Regions from separate parts of the Oryctolagus cuniculus genome. Here region 1 is linked to region 2. The links are chromatin contacts, called in public Hi-C maps. All regions are on one chromosome and are shown on one strand. The core of a region is the stretch at or near the end of the contact, and the rest is flanking DNA. Distances in the headings are between cores, read along the strand shown. Region 1 holds the start of LEO1 (LEO1 homolog, Paf1/RNA polymerase II complex component). Region 2 overlaps TMOD3 (tropomodulin 3).

The links. A called contact is a pair of places that touch in the nucleus more often than the background predicts.
Region 1: a contact with region 2 is called in a Hi-C map of an unstated tissue, with 1.6 times the contacts expected there. The contact joins the promoter of LEO1 here to the enhancer-like site in region 2. A contact is called at or near these places in 2 of 6 Hi-C or Micro-C datasets (psoas muscle and an unstated tissue).

What each region holds. Positions count from the first base shown.
Region 1 is chr12:74,670,410-74,676,037 of mOryCun1.1, reverse strand. LEO1 (LEO1 homolog, Paf1/RNA polymerase II complex component) reads left to right here and starts at 2,277. Exons shown (of 12, transcript XM_017348015.3): 1 at 2,277-2,487. The coding sequence starts at 2,430. It overlaps MAPK6 (mitogen-activated protein kinase 6), which reads right to left and starts at 1,759. Exons shown (of 6, transcript XM_051822001.2): 1 at 1,385-1,759.
Region 2 is chr12:74,587,792-74,593,967 of mOryCun1.1, reverse strand. It overlaps TMOD3 (tropomodulin 3), which reads right to left. Exons shown (of 11, transcript XM_008268998.4): 8 at 5,492-5,599; 9 at 900-1,043; 10 at 40-184. Among named protein-coding and RNA genes, the nearest start is that of TMOD3, 60 kb to the right of the region's middle. Within about 2 kb of position 3,462, at least 1 of the 8 cell types and tissues checked has an H3K27ac peak or open chromatin away from gene starts, as enhancers often do.

The sequences.
Region 1 (5,628 bases), core at 1,028-3,527, 83 kb before region 2:
CTTAGCTGTACCCCATCTCATGTATTCTATTCTGTGTGAACAAAGACAGCCAGGAGAAGAGCAATGATCAACATAAAGTCCAGCAAAAACAAAACCAATCAATCTATCAAGCAGTCAGAAGTTATTTGTTTTGCACTATTCCGATGGGAAAAAAACACATTGATTCTGCTAGTCAAGGATATGGGCATGATTATTCAGCAGGCTTTGTTGTAATCCAATTTATCACAATTTAATCAACACACTTTTCAAGGAGAGTACTTTAAACAAATCAACAAAAACTGAATCACTAACAAATTGCTTTTCCAGTATTCCAGTTAGATTTAAGGTGATCTGTATGTATCCTCTTACATCATCACTTTTTACATAGCAATTTTAGGATTAATGATAATATAACCTGTTCCACACCTTAATACTTACCCATTTGAACCCTGTCAGGCACTCCTATTTGCAGCAAAAATATATCTCATAATCCCCAAATTAAAAATTCATTGTTGCTTGCCAAGACCAAAACCTACATAGTAGCCTAATCAGGCAGTAACTTAACACAAGGGATACATTTTAAAGACTAAAAATGAATGAGTTTTTCCTAGAGACCTGGTTCTTTAATCTGTGCAAACCACTTTATTTCTTGGAGCCTTTGCAAAGTAAGGGGGTTTGTGTAGCACTGACCATGAGAATTTTTTTACTGTCTGACTTTATAATGCCTTACTGCAGCAACATCAAAATTTTCTTTGCAAAACAAAAAATCCAGTGGAACCTTCTGAAAAACATTTTTCTACTTGCAGGTTACAATCTGTTAGAAAATCATGAAAGCAACATACTGGGTTGTACTGCCTGCCAACATTTTTAGGAAACCAAAGCTGAGGGGCCGGCGCTGTGGGGCAGTAGGTTAATCCTCTGCCTGTGGCGCCGGCATCCCATATGGATGCCGGTTCTAGTCCTGGGTGCTCCTCTTCTAATCCAGCTCTCTGCTATGGCCTGGGAAAGCAGTGGAGGATGGTCCAAGTCCTTGGGCCCCTACACCCACATGGGAGACCCAGAAGAAGCTCCTGGCTCCTGGCTTCAGATCAGTGCAGCTCTGGCTGTTGTGGCCATGGAGAGTGAACCAGGGGAAGGAAGACCTCTCTCTCTGTCTCTTCCTCTCACTCTCTGTAACTCTACCTCTCAAATAAATAAATTCTAAAAAAAAAAAAAAAAGAAAAAGAAAAAGAAAGAAAGAAACCAAAACTGAAATAGGGTAATAGGAAAACTCAGTAGGAAAAGAAAATAGTGTTCTGTGAAATATTTGTTTCAATATCATGTGTTTTGGTGTGCTTTCCATCACTGACAAAATACCCAAGAAAACGAATTTCACAAAACAGTACAGGTGTAATAAAATGCTCACAGTTCCGCAGGTTCAAATCCAGCATCTGGCAGGCGTCACTGGTTCGCACTCCGGTGCTGGTGCTCTTCCGGGCACTGACGGAGCAGCGCAGAGCTTCACCGGCAAGAAGGCGCGTGTGACTCCGTGCACCGGCGTGTAACACAGCCACCAGGACTTATTCGCGGGGGCTTCACCTTCATGTCCAGTCCAATCCAACTACCTCTAAGGTCCCGCTTCTGAAAGCTGTGATTGCTTTGTTTCCACCCTTTTAGTATCGTTCACCTATGACATGAGGTTTCAAATCCTGTGTGAGTTCAAACCATAGCGTTATACGTAAACAGAGCTGCAAAGGAACAAGCTATGGCTCTTGCGAAGCTCTTCTAAAGCTGCAGTCATCAAGTGTGGTCCCACGAAGCCCGTTTCGGGGCATCTCAGAAAGTCGCCCCTTGCCAATTACTACCTCTCTAGCTAAACTCGGATTTTCTTCATCTGCTACCACCAAAACATTTCTAAGCAACTGACTTAGAAGCAGAAATAATTCAGCTGTGTATTTTATGCTGGATATTAAAGATTTCTTCAAAACTTTAAAACCATTCCACTCGTCTAAAACTTTAGAAAAGAAGTCATTTAAAACTTACCCCAAACCCACTATTTAACGTTTATTATCTTGAAACGAGTTTAGCACTTTTAAAATGTCTGCTTTAAATACTAATACGGTAAGTAGCCATGGGTATAAACCATCTAAAACAAAAGTTCTTTGGAATTCTCCACAATATTTAAGAGGGTGAGAAGAGGTCTGGGAAACAAAGGACTTTGGGCCTGATTCCGGATGGCCCGGGGGTCTTTCCCCAAAGCACCGCCCGCTCCGCGGGCACGCCCACCCCGTGAGAACAGACCCCGACGGAGGAACCGCGCCACCCAACCGTGTGGACGCGGAAACTAGGTCATAGAGGGAAAGGAGTCTTTTAAGCATATCTTTGCGACACTGTCGCGTTTCGTTAGTTCCGTGCCGTAAAGAACGGCGTGGGGCCGCCCCCAGCCGAGGCTGCAGCGGACGTGAGCGGCAATGGCGGATATGGAGGATCTGTTCGGGAGTGACGCCGACAGCGATGCGGAGCGTAAAGGTGGGGTGGGCCACGATCGGCAGGCGGGGTGCGCGGCGGGGCCCGGCCTGGCGTCCGGTTCCGGTCCGCGGGCGAGAGGTGGTGCTTCCTCTGCTCCTGCCCCAGCGCCCCCTGCACTCCCGGAGGTGCCACCCTCCCCTGGCGGGCGGGCTGGTCTAGGCAGACACACGCAAGAGTCTGTGCCTTGCGGTTCTGGGTGACCGTGGAGCATGCGGTGCCTGCCTGGGAGCACGGAGAGCAAAAGGGCGCGGGGCAAGGTGGGGGCGCGGGCCAGCCTGCGCAGCCCGGAACCTTGGGGTCCTGCTGTCCTGCGGTGCAGAACAAGGGCTGTTTGTGAATGAATGGGGTGAGGTGTTCAGGACCGTGGGGACGGGGTGGGTGATTTACAGAGGGGCTCGGAATGCTCTGTTAACGACGCCGGAGCCTGGCGCTGGCCGGCAGCTCGAGATGTCTGGATGCGGAGTCTGAGCAGCATACGGGGATGGAGCTACTCACCAGCGCTTTGCACTGGAGACATTGTGTCCCGTGAGCGCCAGTGCAGACACTCCAGGGTTCTGGAGTCTGCGGTATTAGGTTGGAGAGCTTATGGGGCTCGTGTGGGAGGAGGAGTGGTGCGGGATGTGTTGATGAAATGAATGCATGGATGTGTGTTTATGGTGCGTCAAGTGTTTCTGGCACAGAGACTATGGATGTTTGAGTTTGAGATATGAATAGGAGTTATTTGAAGTTGAAAAACGCCCGCAAAACCAAATTTTTGCAGCCCTACAGGCTCAAAGTAGCCGTCTTTAACAAAGGGTATTGTTGTGGTTTTTCCTTTACCAAATTTTCTCCTCCATTTTGTGCAACTACTGTTTTGTTGTAGAACCTTCCAAAACCCGGGTCTACTTGGAGTGGTGGAAGAAAGTAGGTATTCACTTGCAAAGCACAGAGCAAGGAGCTGGGCCTCCTTGAAGGGTGGGGGTAAAGGTGGTACAGATTGAAGCTGGAGTTGAGAGGTGAGGGTCAAGCTTGAGTGCAGGTCCCTGGTTGGTCTGCAGCGCTGGTGGCCTGGCGTTGATCAGTGATCCCATGCTCTGTGAGCCTCAGTCAGTCAGGGGGTGTAAACTTCTTGTTCTGGGCCTGGGGTTCCTGGCAAAACCCTCAAGACCCATCTTCCAGATGTTATCTGTAGGGTTAATACATGATCTCAGGGTCCTGTGATCAAGGACCTTTGTGGGGGCTGGCTGCACCCCTCCCTCAATGCAGTGAGCTAAATTTTGGTAAGAGGTTGATTGCTCAGCAGGGCAAGCTGAGAGACAGTGGGAGACCAGGAGCTCACTCACAGGGTCTAGCGTCTGCACCCAAGGCACTGACTGGATAGAGGTTTGGTTTCAGTATTTTCGTAGTTTGTAGTGAAGGGAGCATTAGGTGGAGGCCTGGAACTACATTGTAGTGTGAAGGCTGTGGCCGGGTGGGCATCCAGGAGGTTCCCGTCTGTGCATCTGGAAGGAGAGAGCACTGTATGCTCACTCCTCTTCCACTACCTTCGTTGTTGTTTCCCTGTTGTTTTTCCTTGTCTACGTCCCTTTTACCTTTCAAAGCACAGTTCTGTCTGAACCCTGCCCTGACTCCCTTTCATGAAGTTGTTCATTCATTCAATAAGTATTTATTGATCCCCTGTTACGTTCCAGCTACCCTGCTAGCTGTTGGGAATATGATGAAAAAGTAGTCTTCCCTTCCTCACCAGCTAATTTATGAGCTTAATGCACATTTGATGGATACAAGCAATATTTTAGTAAGGTTTAACCCTACAGCACAAAAAAATTGTGTATCTTAAATACACTAGGTCTTGAGAAAGGCCACGGGAGCAGGCATCTAGCCTAGCAGTTAAGACATGAACATCCCACATCAGAGGATCTGGGTTTGATTCCTGACTCCAGTCCTGACTGGCTTACTGCCAGTGCAGGTCCTGTGAGGCGGCAGTGAGGATGGCTCAAGTAATCGGGTTCCTGCCACCCATGTCGGTAACCTGGATCGAGTTCCTTGCTTCCAGCTCCTGTACCCCTCCCCTCCTCTCCCTGGGCTGTTGGGTATATTTGGAGAGGAACCAGCAAGTGGGAGTGTTCTCCCTCTGTCTCCTATATGGTTTGCAAATATTATTTTCCATCATTTGGGTTGTTTTTTCACTTTCTTTTTAAAAGATTTATTTATTTATTTATTCATTTATTTATTTGAAAGGCAGAGTGAGAGGAGAGAATCTTTCATCTGCTGGTTCACTCCCCAAATAGCCACAGTGGCCAGGGCTGGTCCAGGCCGAAGCTAGGAGCTTGGAACTCCATTTGGGTTTCCTACATTGGCAGGAGGGAACTGTGTTACCTGGACCATTTTCCATTGCTTTGCCAAGACACATTAGCAGGGAGGTGGATTGGAAGTGGAGACTCAAGCACCATTGCTTTTTTTTTTTTTTTTTTTTGACAGAGTGGACAGTGAGAGAGACAGAGAGAAAGGTCTTCCTTTGCCGTTGGTTCACCCTCCAATGGCTGCTGCGGCCGGTGCGCTGTGCTGATCAGAAGCCAGGAGCCAGGTGCTTCTCCTGATCTCCCATGTGGCACCATTGCTTTTTAATGATGTTTATTGTGTAAAAACCTTGTTTTGGGGCTGCTGGTTCAAGTCCTGGTTGCTCCACTTCCAATCCAGCTCTCTGCTGTGGCCTTGGAAAGCAGTAGAAGATGGCTCAAGTCCTTGGGACCCTGCACCCACATGGGAGACCCGGAAGAAGCTCCTGGCTTCAAAGCAGCGCCACTCTGGCTGTTGCAGCCAAATGGGGAGTGAACCAGTGCATGAGACCTCTCTCTATCTCTCTGCCTCTCCTTCCTTCTCTGTGTAACTCTGCCTTTTAAATAAATAAATAAATCTTTAAAAAAAAAAAAAAACAACTTGTTTTGAGGAAGTCCACTTGCGTATTTTTTTTGTTTCTCAAATATCCTTGGTTATTTGAAGTATAGTATGTGGGGTGTCAAACTGTTAGTTGACAGACTTTCAGGATTCTCAGTACGTCACACCATGGCTACCTTCTGGCTGCCATGATCTCTGGTGAGAAATCAGCTGTTGTCCGTGGAAACTGCTTATATTGGACAAGTTTCTTCTCTTTTGCTGCTTTTG
Region 2 (6,176 bases), core at 2,213-4,712:
ATAATCCAGACACCCAATTTGACATTGTGTATCTCTTACCTAAGTCATTGTTTTTTGTAATAGCATTAGCCGCCCTGGTTCGGGGTCCCTGCTGTGTAAACTGATAGCCAAACTTTAGAATATTTGTATTTTCCTCTAGCATCTTGGCCATTTCCAATTCTACAGCTGTCCCCAACTGCTGCCTCTGAAATAATTAGAAATAAAAAATAATATTAATGAAATAGATCAACACATTTTCAAGGTAAATCAAAATTTAGACATTCAGGCACATGCTGATGGTCTCTTTTGAATTCTCCCAATTTCTACAAAATATATAAGAAACAAAATTTTGTTTCAGTATACTATCATATAGACACCAAAAAGTGTTTCATTTCATACCAGGGTGAATACAATCAAAAAGTTGGACAATATTAAATGTTGGCAAGAACATGGAAAATCAGGACTGATAAACTGCTGGTAGGAATATAAAATGGTGCATTGGTTGTAAAAAATCATTTGGTGACAGTTCAAAAAGTTAAACAGACTTACCATGACACTGTAGTTCCATTCCTACATAAATGCTAAGAAATGGAAATAGATGTACATGAAATGTCCATAGCTTCATTATTCCTGACAGTCAAGAAGCAGAACTACCCCAAATGTAATGGAGTATTTTGCGGCCACAGAAAGCAACAAAGGCCTGATACATGCCACAGCATCAATGAGCCTCCAGAGCATTATTCTGGGGAAAGAAGCCAGATACCAAGGACCACACATCATGTGATCTCAATTCATTAATATTCTACATACACCAAATGTCCTCTAATCTTTCAGCCCCTACCTTCCCAAAGGGCTCCTTGACAGCTTTCCTCCACGCCCTACACAGTGGTCTCACACATCGACTACTGCATAGCACTGACCTGATTGTCAATCTTGAGCTCTGACAGGGTTTCATTATCTTTTAAAGCATCAATCAGTGCCAGAATGCCAGTTCCTGTAATAAAGTTGGACTCCATATTTAAGCTCTTCAAAGTTTTGTTCACCGTCAGCATTTCTGCAAAAGCCTAGAAATTGAAGAAAATATTTCTAGATTAAAATTTTGGTAGTGCCTATCATATATTGTAAACAAAAATCATATATCATAAACAAAAAGAGTAATTACCAGAAGTTTCTCATAAGTCTGTTACAGCATCACACACCACCACCTTGGTTTCACAGGTCTACTCTTCCTGTGTACCCTGTCCCAATCTTTAGAGGTGTAATGCTCTGATGGTGACATTCTCTACTCCCACTCATGCTGGTTTTTTTTTTTTTCCAAAAATTATTAACTATTTGAAAGGTAGGGTGAAGGTGACACCCACACACCGAGAGAGGGAAGAGAGAGCGAGAGAGAGAGCGCGCGCTTCTATTTACTGGCTCACTCTCCAAATGGCTGAAAGGCTGGTCCAGGTTGAAGCCTGGAGCTCTATCCAGGTCTCCCTTGTGAGTGGCAGGGACTAAAGCACTTGAACCCTCATCTGGTGCTTCCCAGATGCATTAGCAGGGAGCTGGATCAGAAGTGGAGGAGCTGGGACTCAAACCAGCATTTCAATATGGGATGCCAGCCAGCATCACCACAAGGACGACTTAACCCACTGCACTGTAACATCCACCTCTATTCACATATGTTCATTCATACCCTACTTCATGCCTCTTTCTCCTACAGCTCTCACTTTCAGTTAGTAGGACTAACTTCATCAATGTCTCTGGAACATTTTTTTCTTATTTGAGTTCTGCTGCAACTGGGTTTCTGTGAAGTCAAAATGAGTCTAACTTATGGACTGATTTCCAGAGCAGGGACCAAAAGGAATGCCCAAGCCTGAAGGTCAGAAAAGGCCACAGATAACCAGAACCAGAATAGAAGGACTATGGAGAAGAGGCAACTAACTAAATATGAAATAAACCAAGGGACGGCATGACTTCAGTCTGCTTCCAGTATGTTTCCTCCAGATATGGTACAGGGCTAGGCATTTGAATCAGTAATTAATGAACATTATATTAATTAATTAACAGATACCACCAAGAGAGAAGAGGGAAAGGGAGGGGAGAGTAGGAAAAACAGAGAGGCAAAGAGAGGGGGAGGGAGAGAAAGAAGGGAAGACTGAGTTTGAGTTTATATAAAACAGCCCTTTTGAGGGATCAGAAGCAAGGTATTAACTTCCAGAAAATATGCATAAGATCAAGCCTAAAGTCAAGTTAAAGATGGGAGTAGGAGGAATGCAGGTATGTACACAAGTGTACTTGAAAATAAAATTTTATTCATTTATTTATTTGTTTGATAGGCAGTGTGAGAGGGAGAGACAGAGACAGACAGAAAATCTTCCACCCTTTGGTTCAATCCACAAATGCCTGTAATAGTCAGAGCCAGGCTAGGCTGAAGCTAGGAGTCAGGAACTCCATCTGGGTCTCCTGTGTGAGTGACTGGAACCCAAGTATATGGGTCATCATTGCTTCCTCCCAGGGTGTGCATTATCAGAAAGCTATATTGGGAAGCAGAAGCAGAACTCTATCCCAGGCACTCTGATACAGGAGATGGGTATGTCAAACAGCAGCTTAACCCACTGTGTCACAACACCCACCCCTAATCACCTGTAATTTCAACTGTGAACAACTAGCCATGTGGCCTGGAACAAATCCCTTATCCATCTGCACATACATTGATTAAATATTACTGAGGATTCAATAAGGACTATTCCAGAGACTCGGAAATAAAATAGACAGATCCTTACCTGATGAAACTTATATTCTGAGAGGGGACACAGCAACAAACAAGCAAGCAAAATGTAATGTTGCAAGGCCATTTGAGGAAGACCAAGACAGCAGTGTGGCTGGAGTACAATGACAGGCCAAGTAAAGGAGGTGACTTTCGCTCACATAAGGCCTTCTAAGGCCATTGAAAGATCTTTTTTACTCTTAGTGAGATAGGAAGCTGCTGGAGGGTTCTCAGGATGATGTGATTTATTAGTCTAAATTTCAAAATAATTACTGCTGATGCTGTGTGGAGAATTTGCTGCAGAGTGGGTGTAACAGAAGAGGACAGCTCACTAGGAGGCTCTTGTGGTACGGTGGTAAGGCCAGAGAAGACGGTGGTGCAGGTCCAGTGGGCAGTTGTGAAAATGGTGGACACTGGTTGGATTCTAGGAGTATTTTAGAGACTGAGCTGAATATATGTTTAAGCTTCTGAGAAAGGAAAGTCAAGGATGGGTCCTCTAAAAATATATATTTAACTTTAGTTAGAGACAGAGGGAGGGTGACAGCTCCTACCCACTGGTTCATTCCCTAAATAACCCCAATGACCAAGCTGGGCTGGGCAGAAGCCAGGAACTCAGTCCAGGTCTCCCACGTGGATGGCAATAACTCAGTCAGCTGAGACATCACCAATGCCTCCCAAGATGTGCTTCAGCATGAAGCTGAAACCAGGAGCCAGAGCTAAATAGCAAATCCAAGTACTCTGATATGGGTTATAGGAACCTGAACTGCGAGGTTAAACAGCTCACCGACATCCTCCGCAACCCAGCCCCAGCCTTTTTCTGCCTGAGCAGTAAGACGGGCTTTGCCATTTAGTGAGCTAGAAAAGAATATGAGAGAAGCAGGAACAGGACAGAAGTCAGGAGCTTGATGCGCGAGGTCTATCAGGTACCCAAAAAAAGCTATCGAGAGGTGGACATGACTACGGAGTTTAGGAGGGATGTACACACTGGAGATAATAACACCAGTCATCAGTATTTGCAGATAATACAAGAATACAGTAATGGAACAGAATGAGGTCAGCCAGGAAGTAAGTGTACACAGAGAAAAGCCCAGCACATTCTTTTTTTTTTTTTTTCTTTAAAGATTTATTTATTTCCTTGAAAGAGTTGCATAGAGAGAGGAAGAGGAGAGGCAGAGAGAGAAAAACAGAGAGGTCTTCCATCTGCTGGTTCACTCCCCAGATGGCCGCAACGGCTGGAGCTGTGCCAATCCGAAGCCAGGAGCAAAGAGCCAGGAGCCTTTCAGGGCCTCCCACGTGGGTGCGGGGGCCCAAGGACTTGGGCCATCTTCAACTGCTTTCTCAGGCCATAGTAGAGAGTGGGATCAGAAGTTGAGCAGCTTAGACTTGAACTGGCGCCCACATGGGATGCTGGCACTGTAGGCAGCAGCTTTACCCACTATGCCATAGCGCCAGTCCCCTCAGGCCATTCTAATGTCAGGAAATTGTAGAGATAAGGAGGAAACAGCACAGGGACCTGAGAAAAGCTGTCCAATGAGGTAGGAGGAAAACCTAAGGAAATTCATAGCCGAGTGAGGGAAAAGATTCATATGATTAAGTGGGATTTAGTCTAAGAATATAAGGATGCTTTAATATACAAAGATCATATTAATAGAATGAAGGGGGGAAAACACATGACCATTTCAATAGATGTTGAAAAGCATTTGACGAAAATCTAATACTACAGATTCATAAACAGGATTACTCCTCTGCAGATGCTAAAAGAATGTAGATCTCAGGGCTGGCGCTGTGGTGCAGCTGGTTAATGCCTTGGCCTGAAGCATCGGCATTCCATACGGGTGCTGGTTCGAGACCCGGCTGCTCTACTTCCAGTCCAGCTCTCTGCTATGGCCTGGGAAAGCAGTGGAAGATGGCCCAAGTCCTTGGGCCCCTGCACCCACATGGGAGACCCGGGGGAAGCTCTTGGCTCCTGATCAGCACAGCTCCGGCCGTTGTGGCCATCTGGGAAGTGAACCATTGGATGGAAGACCTCTCTCTCTCTCTCTCTCTTTCTCTCTCTGCCTCTCCTCTCTTTGTGTAACTCTGACTTTCGAAGAAATAAATAAATCTTAAAAAAAAAAAAAAAGAATGTAGAGCTCCATGTGCTGACATGAAAGATCTCTAAGACATATCATTAAGAAAAAATCAAGTTGCAGAACAGTAAACAGCGTATAATTACATTAATTTGTTTTGGAAAACTCAGTTATACCCATTTTAAAAATTCACAAGAAGGAAATACAGGGAAAAATAAACAAAAAAGGGCAGTAAATGATAGTGGGGAGTGAATATTGTTCATAAAATCACAACTTAGAGGGGGTGGCATTGTGGGTAGAGTAAGTTAAGCCACTGCCTGTGATACTGAATCCCAAACAGAGTGCCAGTTCCAGGGCTAGCTGCTCTGCTACTGATCCAGCTTCCTGCCAGTGTGCCAGGGAAGGCAACTAAAGATGGTCGGAGCCCCACCACCCACGTGGGAAATCAGGATGGAGTTCCAGGCTCTTGGCTTTGTTCAGCCTGGACCAGCCTCAGCACGTTGGAGCCATCTGGGGAGTGAATCAGTGGATGGAAATCTATTTTTGTCTCTCCTTCTCTGTCATTCTGCCTTTCAAATAAATAAAACCGATATTAAAAAACAAAATTAAAAAACCCCACAGTTTAACTACCAAGTTAACACACCCTGGTATGGAGGCACAATTTCAGTATTGTCAACAGTAGCTTACTTACAACAGCAACGGGGTCATTGCTCCGTGTGGCTGCAAGACTGAAACACTGCACATGTGTGTTGGTTTCCAAAGCCTTTGCAAAATCTTTTAGGGTTGGAATTGGGATATTCTTTAAAGACAACAATATAAAACATCATTACATTTTAGTTTTCAGGAAATTTAGCCCATCATTTAAATATATTTGTTCTTATTTGTTTTCAAATGTACACAGAATTATATAAGTATACAACAGTTAGTCTACAAATGAAAAAAAAAAAACAAACCCATAGCTGCCTCCATATCTACTTGAATTCTCTGTTATGGCACATTTGCACAAATGATTGACTCAGAGCACAGCACATATCACCATTTCTCTAGCAGTTTGGTTAAAGAAACTCTCCATATTCTACTTTAAATTATCCTTATTATATGAAGGCAACTGTTCATTCCAAGTGAATTCACTTTCCTGCAAAGAGGGAGATGTGGGAGTCTACCTCTAATGAGCATGATTCTGGCAGATGACAGTGTTCTCAGTCACTTCATAAGCTACAAAGTATTAAGAGAGAGTAACTCTGAAGTACTTGAAAGAGGAAAAATAGTTACAGGAGGCACTGATATCTTCCTTTAATACCTAAGACTTCATTTCCCAATAGCCTGGTTATTTTTAGATCACTATTGTTTATTCACAATGATAAACAGGAACTGAA